Linked DNA regions of Bombyx mori: region 2 is linked to region 1. The links are chromatin contacts, called in public Hi-C maps. All regions are on one chromosome and are shown on one strand. The core of a region is the stretch at or near the end of the contact, and the rest is flanking DNA. Distances in the headings are between cores, read along the strand shown. Region 1 holds the start of LOC101743323 (lamin-C). Region 2 holds the start of LOC101742898 (ubiquitin-protein ligase E3C).

Region 1 (3,749 bases), core at 832-3,331:
GTCACAAAGAATGCGATGTCAGATCAAGGTTGTCTAACAGAATATAGGTATGTACATATCAGTATTTCTTTCCAAGGTTATTTTGTTGTATTAAGCATTTTTGCGAACTACATTTGTGTTTTTAGATCACGGCCATAATTCACTCATATTAAGGGATTATCGAAGCACATACAGAACACAATGTGAATACTAGCTCCCTGCATCTTAAGACATGAGGTCAAAAGCTTCCACCTACCACTGCTATAAAATTACAAATATTCAGTAAATACAGCTTAGATTTTGTATATTCTTTATATAATGACAAGTATAAGCTATGATAAATATGTGGATCTTCTCTTTCAATTATACAGAATTTGAATTTAGTTCACCGCATGAACCATGCATGCCTTTTCGGAACTAAGTGAAATTGTACACTTCTGTGTGCACACATATAGGTGTACTCAGCAAGAGATACCAAGGTTTGTCTTCAAATACTTCTTCTTTATGTAGTATTTGTTATCTTTAGACTAAAGTCAGTAAAGTTATTTTAAACTCAAAAAAGTACAAATCGCATATTTTTTTTAAATTCAAATAATTATGCCCAATTAATAATTATCCCCTACACCCCAGCAGAGGGTAATAGGAAAGCATGATGATGATGATGATGAATTATGGCCAAAATCGTGTTTATCGAAAATGTAAGCAAATTTTATTGCATGCACATATTTCATCATTTAAAGCATGACCTTTAAATGTATGATAATGAGTTAGACAGTAAACAAAAATGGTAAACTGCATCAAGGTGAATAATGAACTTGTATTTTTAATTATTTTAGAGTGAAATAATCTCAATGATCAAGGATTTTTTTGAAATTGAATTCATATGAAACTTTTTAAAGCAATTAATAAAGTGTCTCAAAGATTTTTTACTGCTTTTATTGTTGCACAACATGAATGCCACCACACACACATGAGGTCTATGTCTCAATTGTGTCGTAATTGCACAAATTGTAATTTGCTGCAAGTTTGATTTTTATTACACAATGTTATTCCTGCATGATGGAAATTATTAATACTCATGAATTAAGTACATAATTCATTAAAAGAAATGGTACCTGTTTGCACATTAAATGTGATTGTTTATTAGTTTTATCAATGTTTGTTTATAAGTAGAAATCTTTTTTATCAATTTAATCATTGGCATTATTGGTATTATTTATCAATGAAGTTGATTAAGATACTATGTTTACAAAGTATAAGAAATTGGAACTTTATTAAATGCTGTGGATTAGGAATGTGATTAGTTTGGTTAATTCGAGCTATGATGTCATGATGTCGTAAAAGCGAGGTCGCGCGCACTCGTCACACCGCACCCGCTAAGAAACGCCGACGATGACGTAAACTTTAAACTAAGGTTAGCCGGAAGAAGTTCCTCGTCTCATTTTATATACCTCAATAATTCCTAGATAAATGAGCAAATAACATTATTTCAACTCACCGCTTCTTCAGGTCGTCGTTCTCTTCGTACAATCTCTTCAAATCAATTTCAAGTTTAGCTTTCTCTCGAGATGTATCATCTAACAGTTTCCTGGCATCTTGGAGTTCATGCTCGTACATTCCTTTAATGTTGGAAACCTCGCGGGTGACCACCTCCTGTGTGGTTTGTATTTCACGACGTAATCCCGAATTCTCACTCTCCAACTGGCGTACTTTATCGATATAGGCAGCCAACCTGTCGTTGAGATTTTGTAATGCATCTTTCTCTTGCAAACGGCTTTGCCTGGTAGGACTAAGTGGACTGCTTGGACGACCGGCAGAACTAGAAGGGCGGCTTCCTACAGGAGTGCTAGATTGTAGCGGGCTTTGCTCTGATGACACAACACTAGCATTTGATGAAGATGTTACAGTTTTTCTTGTTTTTGTATACTTAGTGGGATACATTTTTGTCACAATAACAAACTTTGACACACAATAATGTATTTTCCACACGAAAGGCGAAAGAACTCCTTGCTCTTCTCAGTAAAACGCACGCAAACGATGAAACGAGCCAATCATGCCGCGATGAACCCAAGCTATTGTGGTCACGTGACCGTTGACTCATTTACAGTGTTACCAAAACATTTCTTATGGTCCCGTATGTCTTTGATTAATGGTTTCGAAGGTCGAAGAAAATATTATGTGAAAATTTCAGAAAATCAAAATAATAGACAGAGCTAGCATGTTAAGTGACTTATTAATTGTCTTTCTTATTCTGTAGTCTGACTTATTAAGTATTTAAAATTATTATTTAAAAAAAAACCTTAGTAAAACAGTTAAAACTTATTAATTTATTGTTGGACAGAGACAGGCAATTCATCCGGTATGAAATGGTTTTTTGTCTCTATTAACATCACAACGTGATTGGTGCTAAAAGGTTGAAATCTCAAGGGCTTAGTGTTTCAAACTTTTAACGTTGTCCTAGAAAGATTCTTATTGCCCGCTTAACTCATACTTTAGGACTAAGAACTTTTATTACGAAAAAGGAAAATAAAGTAAGAAAATTTTTGAATACAGAAAAAAACCATTAATTACCCCTCAAAAGTTTTTATCTACTAGGCTTTTCAAATCCCTACTAGTAGTGGTAAAATCATTAATATGGCAGCACTGAAAATTTGTATCGAAAAATGTACCGTACTTAAATAGTTTATTCAGTGGCCCTGTTTCTAGTCTTTTAAGTCATTTACTTAGTTCTTTCTACGAAAAGTAATTTGTACAATTGAATTAGGTACCTAATTGGATTTATCTAAAATTTGATAGAAATTAAATTGAATCCACTGAAGGTAGATCGGATTAATAGAAATAATTTCTCGATGAAATGTATGGAGTTTATTAAGAGTGCAGCACTGCAGTAGCAGTAAAAATATCTTGAAAAACAACATCGCGAAAAAATAATACTTCTTCTTCTATATCGTTCCCTCACTACTGAGGATCGCGACCACATGCGATGTACTTCCAATGCACCCGATCATGGGTGGCATGGACTGCATGGTACAAACTACCACCGAGTGCTTCTCTTGCTAGATCCGACCATCTGGCTGGTGTTCTGCCCACGGCGCGCTTGCCTTCTATTCGACCCGTAATTATGAGCTTCTCTAATTCATGTCTGGAAGACCGCATGATGTGTCCGAAGAAGCTCATAACACGTTCCCGGCAGACAGAAGAGAGCCTTTTTCGGATGTCTAGCTGCCTTAGAATGTAAAAAATAATACACAATTCCATTATTTCTTTTTTTTAAACTTTGGCCTTAGGACATCTTTTTCCTTTGCCTATAAATGACGAATCTATCTTCGCTAGAAGTATAGTGTTCTGTGGAGTCTATTCAGTGAAAATAAAACAACAAAATCTGAAAGAGAATCAGAAATGTACTCTAAAATCTAAACTGATAAATTGATAAATGGAATGTACTAAATCAATATTGAAAATCTGCAAAGTTACCTGTTTAAAATGTCTGACATAAATAGTTTGTTTGACTGTTTTGATGAAACACCAATAACTGAAGCTGCGATTCAGCTGCCAAATGTTAAAAATGTTGAAAAACCGTGAGTGTACATAACCTGTATTAATTCATTATTAGGATGTTTTTAATTATAAAATTTCTATAATTATAACAATGTACTCACACAATTTAATAGAAACTTGGAAGAGTTGACTGCTGCTGGAAATAAGCGTGCACATGATGACATCCAGTACGCTGATACCTCTGTATCAAAAAAGCCTCGCGAAGAAGAGGA
Region 2 (3,540 bases), core at 163-2,662, 220 kb after region 1:
TAACACATTATTGAAGACCAGTTGTGGTTGAGGCTTTTGCTCAGCAAAGGCAGGTTTAGCCACAGTCTCTATATTAAAATTCATAAGGATATGAAAAGGTACACATAGTGACTACAAAAGAGAAAGCCATCAATAGTCAAAAGGCTATTGCTTAACATTGGTAATAAAAACGCTGATTAACAGGCTAGCATTTGAAAATGTGTTAAATCTAAAATGGTTTTTCCGTTCAATTAGTAGACTGTTTCAATATTGTGAAACCCTAATAGCCTCTGATTATAATTGTTTTTACTGAAATTCAGCATTGTATATTGTATTTTAGAGTTCAGAAATATCAGTATAAAATTAACATTTTCAATGTTTTTTTTAATCGTAAAATTTAATTATATCACATTATAATTATATGTTGGGCTAGAATTGTTGCTCACCTCTGTGTTATACTTCAATAGTCGCAAATGTAATGCTAGTAATCTTCTTATCTGTATACTAGAGCCACTGTTGTGGAAGACCTTTTTCCATTGTTTTAACAACAATTGTGATATTGATACCTATATGAAACAAATTTAAGAATGTACAGTAACATCTACAATACTAGTTAATATTCTGATACTAGTTAAGATTCTGAAAGAACAGACTGCTAGTATATTTTGTCAATTTTATAATTTTTTTTAATAAAAATTTAGAACTTCAAACTTACCAATCTAGAAACATCAGCTTTGTCATCATAGAAGAAAAATATTTTTGCTAACAGTGCTGAGATTGTTGTTTGATCTTCTACATTAATTCTAGGAAACATATCATCAAATTGGTCCCTTTCTACTTGTTTACATTTTTTTCTGGTTAAGTAGCTTCTAAAATATGCTTGAATTTTTATAACACTGTTTAAACGTTTTCGGTGTTCCTAAAAATATAGTTGAATGATAATTATATCACCGAATCTACTTTGTACAGGGTGGTGTGGTGAACTATTAGTACAGGTTATTTACCTCTCGTTTTTGTCTTTGTAACTGTGTTTGTTGAATCAAAGAGTCTCTATCGGTCTTTCGTGCCGCGCTTGCACCTGCTAAATTTTGTTGGGGTTTTCGCCTAAAGTCTCCCTCGAATGAATACATGATGTTAAGAAATTTTCATAAATTCTGAAACAAATATACGCCGTGTAAACAACGATCAGCTGAAACTGAGAAGATTCAAATTCATGACAAACACAATTTACCAACCTTAGTTTGCAGGTCAGTCAGTAAATATATTTTGTTTATTGGTGATGAATCGCACATACATAGCAATCACAAAGACCAAATATTTTCATTCAGCAATCTAACAGGCAAATATATAATGCCACTGAATTAGACATTTTGGTAATTTTGTGTTTTGTAATTTCAGAACTCACTTTGTTTGACAGCTGACTGACATTTATCGAATCATCTTTGATTAACATCGATGAAAATTTTAATCGATTCCTTCATTCTTATTTCGCGAGTATAAACGTCCATGATGCAAAAAAAGCTTTATTACTGCTCTGTGCTCTTCAGTATTACTTTAGGTTTAAAGTATTGATGTGTATAAATAATAGTGGCTTACTTATTAATTAGCATTTGTGAAAGTAAAGTACTGTTTGGATAAATGAAACAAAATTGTCGGATCGTATTTTTCAGATTCTCTCAAAAAGTCTCCTGAAAAGTGAAATTTCATCAAAATCTTTTTTAATCTTAAAAAAACTTTATTAAGATCAGATTTATTTAATACCATCATCAATTTGATTTCATAGACCTTTATTTTGATTTCATTTTGCTTGTTACGTTCCATTTTTAGAATAATAACACATATTTTCCAATTAACTCTTTGCATGTTCTCTTTCATAGATAATAATTATCTTTGCCTGTGAACTTTAAAACTATAAACAAGACAAAAATATTTTGTAGTATTTTGTACATAGCATAGATTATACACTGGTACATAGGTAGTTACATACCCAGTGTGACCAGATTTAGCAGAATTCTGCGGTTTTAGCAGAATTCTGCGGTTTTAGCAGAATTAGACCCCCAATTTAAGGTTTAGCAGATTGTGTTGCAGATTTGAAAATAAGGAATTTTTCGCCTGAATCTCATAAAAACTTCACAGAATTGTAGCAGGATTTGACATCTAACTGTGTTTCACATTTATTCATTCGGGTAGTTGCGCTAAAAATATTTGAGGAATTTTACCTTTGTTAAAACAATGTCAGGTTTTTCTTCCAACACTGCCAGCACTCAAGCACATTTTAGGGGAATCCCCGTTAAATGTTTAGCTTTGAAGTTCTGTGTAGTGTTCAATGAACACTGTTTACATATTTCCTAAATAGTCGTCGACCATTGTCTCTCAGTTGTGTAATACTCGTAATTTGCAATTTTTTGATCCACAAAACGGTGTATATAAAGTTGACCAGAACTGTTTCTAAATTTCCTAATTTGGTTAAAGAATCTAACATACAAGCAATTGACTCCGAATATCAGGAGGTTAAATTAGACAAAACAGTGGCCAAACTATTAGAATCTGGAGGGAGTTCTAATCCCACACCTATGAGTTTGAACACAGAAATGTTTTGGGTCACATTAAAATTTCAGGCTGATAGAACTAAGAAGTATCCGCACTTGGTTGATTTTGCAAAGGCCACGATGACTTTGGCTATGTCTAATACAGCTTGTGAGAGCCTATTTTCTCAAATAAGCAACATAAAAAAGACTTGCTGAACAAATATAAAAATGAACATATTGCTGCAATTCTACATGTCAAACAGGCAGTTAAAGAGCAAGGTGGATGCGTTAATTTTACGCCATCTTAAAATATGGTAAAGGCAGCACAAAGCTCGACAGTTCTATATAAAACATGGACGCCACAAGAATTTTGAAGTTATAATTGGTTAATAAATATTTGAAATTGCCTTTTTTGTTCTTTTAAATCCTCATAAAAATGTTGACCTTATCTATTAGCAGAATTTTGAAATTATTTACAAAAATTAAGCAGATTTTAGCAGAATTTATACAAGTACTGGCATAATGTTCGATTTAAATCTGGTCACACTGTACATACCGTACCTACAATGTTTACATATTTTATTACATACAAAAAATATGTGTGTACATAGGTAAATATGTATGTACAGTCAAAACCCGAGTAAAATAAAATAGTTTAGGGAATGCAAATGCGTACATAAAATGTACTTAATACATCTAATATTCTATTAATTTCATTCGGCAGCTAGAGAATAATAACTTTGTTTGCAGCAAATGTGGTAATAACTCAGTACTGCCTTGATCCCTCAGAACCCGAAAATGTCCGATTCCGAGGTAGAAAACTCTGAGAGTGTCGGTGTAAGTGGAACTTATTGTATATTCATTTATTGTCTTATCAATATATCTATCTATCCATGAGATAGAATTTAATAAAAACAAACAAATATTTTGGATTTTGCCATAATTTATAATGATATGAATGAACCAATTCATGACTTAAAAATACATATAACACTTAAACCAAAAAGGGACTTAATCAAATCGGCTTAGAGTT

What was found. Hi-C and Micro-C count contacts between places; a contact is called where the count stands out from the background.
Region 2: a contact with region 1 is called in a Hi-C map of middle silk gland, with 2.1 times the contacts expected there. The contact joins the promoter of LOC101742898 here to the promoter of LOC101743323 in region 1. A contact is called at or near these places in 2 of 7 Hi-C or Micro-C datasets (middle silk gland and posterior silk gland).

Annotation. Positions count from the first base shown.
Region 1 is chr5:13,281,063-13,284,811 of ASM3026992v2, forward strand. LOC101743323 (lamin-C) reads right to left here and starts at 2,082. Exons shown (of 10, transcript XM_004930021.5): 1 at 1,478-2,082. The coding sequence starts at 1,920. It overlaps LOC101743187 (exosome RNA helicase MTR4), which reads left to right and starts at 2,934. Exons shown (of 18, transcript XM_004930020.3): 1 at 2,934-3,557; 2 at 3,651-3,749. The coding sequence starts at 3,463.
Region 2 is chr5:13,506,377-13,509,916 of ASM3026992v2, forward strand. It overlaps LOC101742898 (ubiquitin-protein ligase E3C), which reads right to left and starts at 1,413. Exons shown (of 21, transcript XM_004930018.5): 1 at 1,215-1,413; 2 at 984-1,133; 3 at 695-898; 4 at 426-545. The coding sequence starts at 1,109. LOC101735432 (leucine-rich repeat-containing protein 70) reads left to right here and starts at 3,041. Exons shown (of 9, transcript XM_062668758.1): 1 at 3,041-3,118; 2 at 3,258-3,344. The coding sequence starts at 3,306.